Regions from separate parts of the Mus musculus genome. Here regions 1 and 2 are each linked to region 3. A link is a contact called in public Hi-C data. All regions are on one chromosome and are shown on one strand. The core of a region is the stretch at or near the end of the contact, and the rest is flanking DNA. Distances in the headings are between cores, read along the strand shown. Region 1 overlaps A530065N20Rik (RIKEN cDNA A530046M15 gene). Region 2 has its middle 17 kb from the start of A530065N20Rik. Region 3 has its middle 33 kb from the start of Tut7.

Region 1 (3,643 bases), core at 1,019-3,518, 210 kb before region 3:
CCTTGTGCACAGCTGCCTCGACACGCTGGCCCGAAAACGAGAGTGGCTGAAAGAAGCTGCCAGATGTCTGTGATGGTTGGTTGCTCGCTGCTTCAGAAAACACATTTTCTTTTTCCTCGCTGGAGGCAGCAGATGACTGGAAGAAGGGTGTCCCCTCTTCACTGCCCTGGAAGAGTTGTGGATTTACTGAGAATTTTAGGGTGGGGAAAATGAGAGAGAGTCACAGTTGAAGTCTGCACAGGTGCTTGTTTGCTTGCTTGCTTGCTTGCTTGCTTGCTTGCTTGCTTGCTTGCTTGCTTGCTTGCTTGCTTTGAAGCCTCCTCTAGGTCCCTGCAGGTGGCCTGATCTGTGAGATGCTCCTGAGATCCATTCAGTCAGACTCTCCAAAGACCCAGGTTGTCCTTCACCTCCTGAAAAGGTTTGTAGATGGTCTTGGTGCTTACTAAGGTGAGGGGTGGCCTCTGAGGTGACACGCAAGATAGAGTGATTTAATGGAGAAAGTATAGGGTTGGAGTAGAACTCAGTGATAGAGCCCGAGGATCTGCATTTGACCTCAGAGCCTACATAAAAGAAAAGCAAAAACAAAAATGTCGGGTGAGGTGTTGTGATCTTGTAATCCCAGTCCTTGCGGGGCATACCACTCAGACCTTCTCTCTGGCCAACCAGCCTGACCTCCTAGTTTTTAGTTGGGTGAGTTCTCAGCTTTGCCTCAATTTAAAAAAGAAAAGTAGGCAAGGTAGCATTTAAAGATGACATTGGATGTGGTTATCTGAGCTCTACATGCATGTATATGCATGTACACACATGTATACATGTGTATACATACATGCACATGCACCCACATGCTCACATACACATGTCCTCTCTCACCTAAGGATGATACTACATGACGTCTGTAATTCTAGACCTCCAAAGGCTAAGACAGGGGTGGGGGTAGGGGAATCATGAATTCATGTGCAGCCGGGGCTTCATAGTGAAACCTTGTCTCAAAAGACAACGAAGAACTAGGGATCTGGCTCTTCAGAGTAAGAGTGCTGCCTGCTCTTCTAGAGGCCACATGGGATTCAATGCTGTCTACTCTCTGCTATGGACTTTTCCACATATGTGGCATATACACACACATACACACACACACACACACACACACACACACACACACACACACACAAAGCAAATAAATCTTTAAAAACAAAAGGGAAAAACTATACATAGCATTAGCAGGAGAGATCTACTTTACATAGCCCTGGTGTTATTTTTTTGGAATGACTGCCTCCTTGGGTAGAAAGGAGGTTATCTGAGGTCTACATTCATGTATATACATGTGCACACATGTATACATGTGTACACATACATGCACATGTACCCACATGCTCACATACACACTGTGCTGTTATTTCACTTCATTCATAAATCTGAATCAAACATCAATGTAACTCAAAGGCACATTCAGTCACAGACACAGGCCACCACATAACTCAATCAGGCAAGCTGGACCAGGCAGGGGAGGAAGGGATACAAAAAAAAAAAAAACCAGTCCCTTTGGTGACCATTTTTTTTTTTTGCCTATTAACCACATATGTTGACTTTGTGTGAGGAACTAGAGAGTCCAATCACCACAAACATGAGGGTTAAAAGACACTTGGCAGCCTTTCACAATGAATTAAATCAAGCAAGCCCGGGCCTGGGGAAGAGTGTAGCTCAATTGGTAGAATGCACCAAGCCCCGGATTTGATCCCCAGTACTGAATAAAAAGGCCACAGAGCACCTGTCTGGAACCTCAGCACTCAAGAGGTAGAGGCAAGAAGATCAGAAGTTCAAGGCCACCCTCGGCTACAGAGCAAGTTTGAGTCCAGCTTGGGCTACATGAGACTTTTTTTTTCCTCAAATTAAACAGAAAGATAAATTCAACTTAGTGAGCATGTACCCAGCTCTCCAGCTTCCTAGACTCTCCTTACAGGTTAGGTAGAGGATGTTTCTGACGTGTAAAAGCTTTTCCCCTTATCCAGCTGTAAAGATAACCAGTGCTCCCTCTAGTTATAATTATGCTGACTCTGAGGCCCAATCACTGGGTCACTTGATCTGAGAGTCAAGGAAATGGTTTGTTGGCCGTAAGACCCAGAGAAGGAAGAGAGCTAGGGCTTCTGCTCTGCTTTCCCAGACCTGAGGCAATGCTGGCTCTCCCAGCTCACTGGAGCCTCCTGGCTTAGCAAGCTGCAAGCTGAACCCTGGAGGCCTTTCCCTCCTTGCCCTCTCCCCATGCTTCCATCCAGGCACAGTGTTTAACTCTCTTGGCTCTCTGGTGCCCACGCAGGGCAGTGACGGTATGTCACTTTTCACTTTGGGGCATGCGTTCCTTATTCCCCAATTACCCCAGTAACCTAAAGAGGGGAGAGAACCCACGAAGAGTGACAGTGACCATCTGGAATGCATAACGCGGCCGGATCTGCAATGGATTACATGGTCTGGAAAGTGGCTGGGCGAATTCCAGGGAGCTCAGATAGACTTCAAAGTCTGACCACACATCAGTGAGACTGCCGATCTGCTCTGATATTTAAAGTGAGTGTACATGAGTGAATTTATTACACTTTTTATCTCCCAGGCTCAGATGGGGAAACAGGATCATAGGCAAGTTTGCCTTTAATTTCACGCTACACTTTCCCCCTAGATTTTAGGGGTATTACCCCCCCCCCACCTCCTTAATGTAGCACTGTTCCTGACTTTTTTCATTTGGGACTGGCACATACCTTCCTTATCTCTACTATGTCAAAAAATGGACTCAAGGCTATGGACAACATAGCTGGGCAGGGTCATCTCGTTGAGAGATGTTTTAAATTGGGGAGGGGGTGTCTCAGTTCCAAAGTACATATAGCTTCATGTAAGTTCACAGTCTCTCTCTCTCTCTCTCTCTCTCTCTCTCTCTCACACACACACACACACACACACACACACACACACACACTCCTGCTCTCTAAGTCAAAGGTGGAGGTCTGAAGGTCTGAGTCCTGCCTGCAGAAACGTCCTTTGGATGATCCACTCTGCAGGTTGACAGCCTGCAGATACCTGCAAGCATCTCCTCAGTTGGACCAACCTGGCTGCTTCCCACATCATGCAAACTTACTATGGCCCACGAAGAGGCTCAGCAAATGTGACCCGATCCCATGGCAACCCTACTATGACACCCCTCTATGACACCCCTCTACCTCCCAGAGCAGTTGCCCCTCTTCTGCCACACTCTGTTGGGTGTCTTTGGGACTAGGAAGAGAGGAAATGTTTTTCATATGCACATGAAGGCTAGAAACGGGCTCCAAAGGTTGGGTCAATGTCATCTCAATAGCCACCAGCGTAAGCTCTCTCTTCACTGTGCCAAATGTACACTTGAACTCCTTTGGGTTTATAGGTTAATGAAGACATTGCAATGTGGCTGAAATTCCTATGAATGAGTTCACTGTGCAAAACAGTTTGGAGGCTCCCAACATAAGCAAATGTAAAACTAAAGAGCACAGCACATCGTACCCTCCTCTGAGCACCCACAGACAGAAAGAGGGATCAGCATGTCCCATGGATGTCATAGAACCGCCGTCACTGCATCAGCCAGCTTTCAGTTCAGGTGACAAAATGCCTGAGGAGGTCAGCCTGTGGGGAG
Region 2 (3,686 bases), core at 582-3,081, 160 kb before region 3:
ACATTATCCTACAGAGGACACAGTGCTTTCAAAACATAAGCATTGTTCATCCAGCTGGCTGTGTTCTCCACACTACAGGCCTGGGTCTCTCGGCCACACCCTGTGCTGAAGAAGAAGTTTCTAGAGTCTGATGAACAATAATGGAGGGGATCACTACCCTACTACCCAGCTGAGCTTGCAATTGGGATCAGAGGCCCAGTGCAAAGATCTTTTATTTAATGAAACCCACCTTCCTGAGAAACCTACTCAACAGTGCTCACTGCAGAAAACATTGGCACTGATCTAAAACTCTGACTCTTGACTTCAAGACATCCATAGTCCATGCAGAGCTATAAAGAAGGACAAGTGGAAACCGCAGACAGTGGAACACAGCTCTGAGCAGCAGCAAGGAAGGGCAGCTACCAATCTTCTCTTAACCTATGCATATCCTGCCCAGTCCAGCTGGACACACTCAGAGAAGCTTCTGGCTTCTTCACGCAACCTATATACATCCTCCACAGACTTGTCATGGTCCCAAGGTTACTTCTAATGCCTAATACCATGCAAAGACTATGTAAGCAGCCACTGCATTGCTCAGTGAATCATCACAAGGGTGTGTGGGTATGCTTGGTACAGACCTGATCTTTTGGAATATTGTCATGCATGCTTGACTGAACCTGAGAACGTGGAACCTATTGATGCAGAGGACCAACTCTGTATTTGCCCCTCCTCCAACAGGTAGGCGCTGAAGTGCAGCCTTCCACGGGTCAGACTTTATCCCACAAACCCTTTCTTCAAGCCTGGAATTACTCACAAGGATTGCCTCTACAAGCAGTGCACACAAAGGAGCCTGCTGTGATATGAGCGACCCTCCATTCATCCTCCTCCTGGATATTCACTCTGGAAACCTTCTAATCTAAGCGCTGCCTACCCATAACAAAGCTGTACCTGTTTCAAAGGCCCCAAGTACCCATAACCTCTTGAGAATGATAGCAAGACCCAGCTTTGGCTCTGGATATCACCTACCTCCCTATGCTGTGACTAATTGAGTCTCAGCATAAAACAGCTAACCAAGGCTCTCTGGATTAGACACAGTCTGTATTGCACAGACTTCGGCTGTGTGGGCAACGCAACATTTAAAAATTTGAAGAATATGATATAAAACACTCCCGTGTTACAAAAGTGAGGGGTAAGTCAACTAGGAGGTTGGATTTGTTGCATGTGTTCTTCTTAGAGATTAGACAGGCCCGTCTTTGAGATAATGGCTCATAGAAGATTCTCAGTAAACATTTGAAGGACTGTGAGAGTGCATGACACTGCTGTAGGTACTAGGGGTGCTTGTCATTGGCTTCTAAACAACTTGTCACTGACCGAGTGAATAGGTAATGAAAGCCAACCTGAATCATGCTCTTCGTTTCCAAGGGTCCTGGGGACCCCATCTTTCGATACCATTCTGGATCAGCTCTCTGGGGGGGTCAGTAATTAGCAAAGTGGAGGAACACAACAGTCTCAGTCACATGCTAGTGGAACAGTGGAGAGTTGGAAAGAGCCAAAGGCACGTTTAGCATGCTCTGAGGAGCATCCTACCCCTGTTTGCATTAGAGCTCACACCCCATGAGTATATTTTGGAGCAGTTGTCCCTGTCAGCTTGGGCCATCTGTTCTTAATATGTCTTTGGCTTTGACCCGCACATTACTAAGCTGGGAAACTGAGCGGCTGGTGACTTCACTGGTGCACGCGAGGGGCCGAGTTGGGAAAGTCGTCATTTGGTAGGGTTGAATATTTCAGCTGTGGCCACAGCTGTTCACAGGGCCCAGGAATGAGACAAGCTTGGTTTGCTCAGTGTGAATACATAATCTCTCCCCCTCTGTTTCTCTCCCTCCCTTCCTCCTTCCCTCCCCGCACCCTTCTCTATTCTCCTCTGTTCCGTGTTTCATGAGGACGGGTGAAGCCTGGTGGGTTAGATCTCTATCCTTTACAGAAGGACACGGTTGGCACGGAATTGGTGCTGACTCGTGGGATAGAAGGGGGATAACAGAAGTTGTTTCTGTCTGTTGCTGCTCCCCCACACTGGACTGAATTACATTGAGAGAAAGATGTGAGCATAACTTCCTGGCTCGGTAAAGGATATCACAGGGTCTGATAGCTGGAGCTTGGAGATCATCGGAACCAATTTTTTTTCAGTCTTAACCACAAAGGGGCAGTTGCTTCTTCAAGGTCACCTGTTTGGAAGGCAGCAGGCCCAGACTCAAATCCAAACTTCTGACTCCTTCAGATCGGGTTTTCATTGCCAAGTAGTCTTAGAATTTAACACTGCTAAGAATCTAGGCCCTGATTTCCCAAGCTATGGCTAGGGAGTATGAACAGTAATGGAAAAAGAGGTCACTCCCTGGAAGATTTGAGCAAATCAGTTAGATTTGGGGAGTCCCTTCCCTTTAAGTGACAGATTAAAAGAAAAAAAAAGTATGATCTTATTTACATGGTGATCTGAAGAAGCTGAATAACACAGTGGCTGTCAGAAGCAGAAGAGGGGTGGGGAAGTGGGTAAGGGGACAGAAAAAGAGTGGTCAGAGAGTACAAAATAAAATGGCAGGCAGATCTTACGAATTTGATTTGTATCGCACAGCAGGGTGACAATGGCTGACAATATTCCATTGACTATTCCTGAGTATCTGGAAAGGCAAATGCTGCAAGCATTCATACCACAAATGAACAACTATGTGAACTGATCCATACACTGGACACCGATCCCTACACAGACCTCCAACACCATACCACGCACCAAAAACACATGCATGTATTATGACATGCACTAACTATAACACAACAAAGAGCTGAGGGTATAGTTCAGTGATAAATATTTGTGTAGCCCTCTCAGGGGCCCTAGGCCAATTCTCAGCTCTTTGAGAAAAAAGTAAATAAAGAAACATTTTAACATTTTACAACTTGTGAATCTGAACCAAGCAAATGTGATGCTGGAGCTGGAGACTCAGCTCAGTGGCTCAGAGCATGTGGTCCTCTCCCAGAGGACCCTCACTCTGTATCTCCAGTTCCAGGAGATCCAATGACCTCTTTTGGCCTCTGCAGACAGCTGCACTCATGTGGATAAACCCACACAGATGCACATGCATACGTAGTTAAAAATAAATCACTTTTTAAAAAATGTGTGATGCTCTTTGTCTTCCGTGTCTCACCATTTCTAAGGAAGATGAAACTCTAGATCACAGAAGTATCTAGCAGGAAATGATCTCTACTTCCAGTCCCATTTTCTTGTTCTTATTTGCAAGATCTTGAAACGGAAATCACCAGCCGTTCAGCCCCTTGCTCTCTTCCCTGTCTGCCTTCCACATAGGTTTTGTTTTGTAGTGCTGGAGATTGAACCCAAGCCTCCTGTGTGCAAGGTGAGTACGCTACCACTGAGCTATACCCCAAGCTGTGTCTTGACCCTCAGCAGTTGTCCGTGGCAGCACAAGGTATTCCTTGAACACTGTTGTTTTAGCTGTAAGCTATCGTCAATAGAGGCAAAGACTTAACTCGTGACCAGCAATGGAAATTTCTCTCTCTGGATAGGTCTTTCCCTAGACGCTGGTCTCTTGCCCTGGGCTCTTGAGGTTATACATAATGTGAAGAACAGAGAGTATGAAGACAAGAGAAGGCACGGCTTGCCCTCAGCCTAACTAGTGTGAGGAGGGGAGGAGAGTTCTCTG
Region 3 (3,732 bases), core at 225-2,724:
GCTGGGGACAAAAAGACGGAAATGGGCCAGCATGGACCTTAAATGCTACAATATGGACATGCAGAGAAACAGGTGCCCACTGCCATGATAGTCATGCATGATAGTGCAGATGTTATGGGGTAACTATCCAGTTTCTGATTAGATTTGAGGCCCATCCACGGGAGGCAATGTCATGCCTAATACTATAATACCAGTCAAAAACTGAGGAAGTCAAAGAGCCTAGGGTGGAGCCAGCTATTGTTATTCTGCCTGATGGTCATGCTGTCAGATTTCCTACTAAATACTTATGTTTATACCCACAGATCTGAGCTGCTCTATTCTTGGTCACAGAATCTTGCTTCTGTTTGCAGTGGGCAGCAGTCAACGCAGAGACACATAACTGGTCGTAGTACTGGATCTAGAGATAGAGAACTCAGCCCTGAGTGGGATCAAACTCCTCCCCGACTGAGGTTCACAAACCGTCACAGAGGCGAAGGCAGAAAGAATGTAAGATCCAGAGGATGAGACGAGTGTCATGGAATATTGTCTTCAGGACACAATAGGGCTATCAAAATCATGAGCTCACAGTAACTGTGGCTTCCTGCATAAGACCTATACAAGATCAAGCCAGAAAAAAAAAATCTCAAGCACAGATGGAGCAGATGGTCTCTGGGCCCCACCTTTTGCTAAGGTCCTACCTTTTCCTGAAGCCCCACCCCTTAATGGATCCCACCCCTTAGTGAGACCCCACCCCTTAGTGAGACCCCACCCCTTAGTGAAGCTGAGCTCTTAGTGAGTTTGGCAACAGAAGTTTCTTGAAGAGGGAAAAAGATCCTTTATGGCTACCGATAGGTTTCCAATGGTCCAGTGTATAGTTCTACATTCATGAATGTATAAACAGCACTAACCAGACTAGTGGGTGATTAAAAAATAATAATAATAATTGAAAAAGAAGCCCACGTGTGGTGGTGCGTGACTTTGATCCCAACCCTCACGCTGACTGGCTCACAGCTGCCTGTAACTACAGCTCCAGGGGACCCAACACCCTCTCCTGGCCTCCTTGGATATTCCATGCATGTGGTGTACATATAAACATACAGCCAAACATTCACACACATTAAATTAAAATAAATATTTTTAAAAGACAGGGAAAATAGAAGAGGTACCACAAGACTGCTAGAAGTGCTTGCAAAGAGGGGCTGGGACGCACTAAAGCGTGGATTTCCAAGAAAGAAGCAATGCAGCCCTGCATAAGCCTGTGACTGGAACCGGAAGTGCATGACAGACTGGAGAGAGAATAAGCAAATGGCCCTGAGATGAGGCAGAGCGAGCGGCGGCGATTTGGTCATAGCCGGGTTGCCAGTGAAGAGTAAGGTGGGAGAGTGAACTGGGATAGCATAAGATAGGTGCTGTCCCAACAAAGTCAGCAAGAGACGCAGCATGGAGTACGCTGGAGACACCCAAGCTGGGAGCTGATGAGTCAGGGAGGAAGAACTCGGCCCAGTTCCCACTCCACCGCCACATCAAAGGCTCAAGGATTAGGAAAGAGAAAAAAAAGTTCAACCCAACCTTGCACAAGTGATCTTGGACCCTGAGAATCTAACCCAATTGTTGGGGTAAGCACCCAGGCCAGATTTTTGTGGACTTGGGATGAAATGCTCAAATGACTTTTTCTAAGGGAGGCGAAACGGAAGGACAATGTTTAGGCTGCGCCCTCAAACACTGTCCAACTATAATAAGGTAATTCTAGAACTCTGTGAATAACTTAACGGAAAATCATGACTTGCAAAAACCCAAATCATAGTCCTAGACTATTTTGTCTCTAGAAGTCTGTGTTCTGGGACGTTTGAGGGGTGAGTCTTCTATCCACTTAGCATCAGGGCCAGAAATCAAGGGTTGGTGAGCTGCTCCCTCTACCGGCCATGCAGAGGAGGACGGCGCGGCACCTCAGTCTCTGCACTCACCTTTTCCCTAAGGACGGAAAGGCGCAGCTTCTGTATGGTTCATGTGGGAATTGCTGCTCATTTCTTTTAGATTTGGGGGAAGTTTGAGGGAAGCTTGTTTTGGTTTGTTTTGTTTTGTTTGATGCAGAGAACGTACATCCTGGAGCATTTAAGAGACTATTCAGGACTATGATTTGGGTTTTTGCAAGTCATGATAGCAATGACCGTGACCGGCATGGCAAGATACTCCCAAACGGTGTGATTGTGGCATTAATATACCAACTGCCGTCTCATAAGACTTAAAGCCTACTCAACAAGAGGGAACCCTTGCCTGGTGCTGTAAGCTGTTTTTCTAGATGGCTGCAGCTGCTTCTTCTTCTTCTTCTTCTTCTTCTTCTTCTTCTTCTTCTTCTTCTTCTTCTTCTTCTTCTTCTTCTTCTTCAGATTTATTTATTTAATGTATGTGATACACTGTAGCTGTACAGATGGTTGTGAGTCTTCATGTGGTTGTTGGGAATTGAATTTTTAGGATCTCTGCTTGCTCCAGTTCAAAGATTTATTTATTATTATACATAAGTACATGTAGCTGACTTAGACGCACCAGAAGAGGGTGTCAGATCTCATTTAGGTGGTTGCTGGGATTTGAACTCAGGAAGAAGCAGTCAGCAAGCGCTCTTACCCACTGAGCCATCTTGCCAGTCATGGATGCAGCTTCAAACTGTGTTCTAAGTACTTACACTCACACTTAAGTCTGCCTCTCATTCCTCATCGAAGATGCTTCTTTTTGCACCAGATGGAGACTACAGCAGAGATGCCCAGCTGGTTAAAGGCTGAGACGGAGCGAACTCTGGGTGACCAACCCCATTCGGTCCATCTACAGCACAACCCTAAACCGGAAGCTTAAAGAATAGCAAGCAAGAGAAGAGGGAGAGACTGCAAGAGCCCAAGGTCCAGGAAGCCTGCTGTGAGGTCCTTTCTTCCAGACAGGGCAGGAATGCTGTGTCCACGAAATGACAACAGTATGGTCATCCTAACAAGACCTCAACACTGACCATGAGCATAGGTGGGGGGATTTCACAGGGCCCCGCCCCTAGGTGAAAAGCTGAAGATGATCAATGGCTGCAGGAGGAGGAACAAGCCTCCTAATAGGTTGGTTACCCAGGCCTGAGTGGTAAGCTCTAAACACATGTTGTATAAGCAACACTACCTGGACTCAAGATGACAGGGGGCGGGAGAATGGGTAGAGATGATACTCATCTCTAGATTAATAACCAGCCTTATTTGGATAGTCCACGAGGTTTCGCTGCCAATTATTGCCCACTATTTTTAAAGAACCCTGTGCGTATTTTGAGAACTATCATGTAGCCTAGGTTACCTTAAGCTTGTAATTCTCCAGCCTCTCCTTGCAAATGAAAAGAGTTACGTGCATGCGCCCACATGCCTAGCTTAAAAGAAGAAAAATGGGGGTTAGGAGCGCAGCTCATCTAAGAGACTACTCGCCAAGCATGCATGAAGCCCTGGATTTGATCCCTAAAATCAAGTAGACTGAAAGTTGTAGTGTATGCCTATAATCCCCACCCTGGAGAGGTGGAGGCAGGAGGATCATAAGGTCAGGGCCATCCTTGGCTACATAGCAAAGTTGAGGTCATCCTGAGCTACATGAGACCCTGTCTCAAAAACTAAAAAGGAGGCAAATTATTAAATTTATTTTACACCATTTGGGGATGTATTATGTCATTATGTCAAACCATGCATTTCTTGCTTAAGATAAATTTTTATTTATTTTAGTTGAAGGGAAAATATATATGGA

Evidence for each region. A called contact is a pair of places that touch in the nucleus more often than the background predicts.
Region 1: a Hi-C map of muscle stem cells shows a contact between it and region 3, with 2.2 times the contacts expected there. The contact joins two enhancer-like sites. A contact is called at or near these places in 1 of 15 datasets of contacts at CTCF or cohesin (the NIH/3T3 cell line), 7 of 484 Hi-C or Micro-C datasets (the C2C12 cell line, muscle stem cells, nephron progenitors and 2 more), 2 of 115 datasets of contacts at active chromatin or transcription factors (embryonic fibroblasts and fibro-adipogenic progenitors) and 1 of 9 other capture datasets (embryonic stem cells).
Region 2: a contact with region 3 is called in a Hi-C map of the C2C12 cell line, with 3 times the contacts expected there. The contact joins two enhancer-like sites. A contact is called at or near these places in 7 of 484 Hi-C or Micro-C datasets (the C2C12 cell line, cortical neurons, myocytes and 1 more), 1 of 115 datasets of contacts at active chromatin or transcription factors (bone marrow-derived dendritic cells) and 1 of 9 other capture datasets (embryonic stem cells).

What each region holds. Positions count from the first base shown.
Region 1 is chr13:60,068,101-60,071,743 of GRCm38.p6, reverse strand. The region is part of intron 1 of A530065N20Rik (RIKEN cDNA A530046M15 gene); the gene reads right to left. Among named protein-coding and RNA genes, the nearest start is that of Gm35193, 25 kb to the right of the region's middle. Within about 2 kb of position 2,268, at least 39 of the 459 cell types and tissues checked have an H3K27ac peak or open chromatin away from gene starts, as enhancers often do. A contact at or near this core is called in muscle stem cells, where this site is marked.
Region 2 is chr13:60,010,651-60,014,336 of GRCm38.p6, reverse strand. No RefSeq gene overlaps it. Among named protein-coding and RNA genes, the nearest start is that of A530065N20Rik, 17 kb to the left of the region's middle. Within about 2 kb of position 1,831, at least 36 of the 459 cell types and tissues checked have an H3K27ac peak or open chromatin away from gene starts, as enhancers often do. A contact at or near this core is called in the C2C12 cell line and myocytes, where this site is marked.
Region 3 is chr13:59,854,648-59,858,379 of GRCm38.p6, reverse strand. No RefSeq gene overlaps it. Among named protein-coding and RNA genes, the nearest start is that of Tut7, 33 kb to the right of the region's middle. Within about 2 kb of position 1,474, at least 33 of the 459 cell types and tissues checked have an H3K27ac peak or open chromatin away from gene starts, as enhancers often do. A contact at or near this core is called in the C2C12 cell line, muscle stem cells and myocytes, where this site is marked.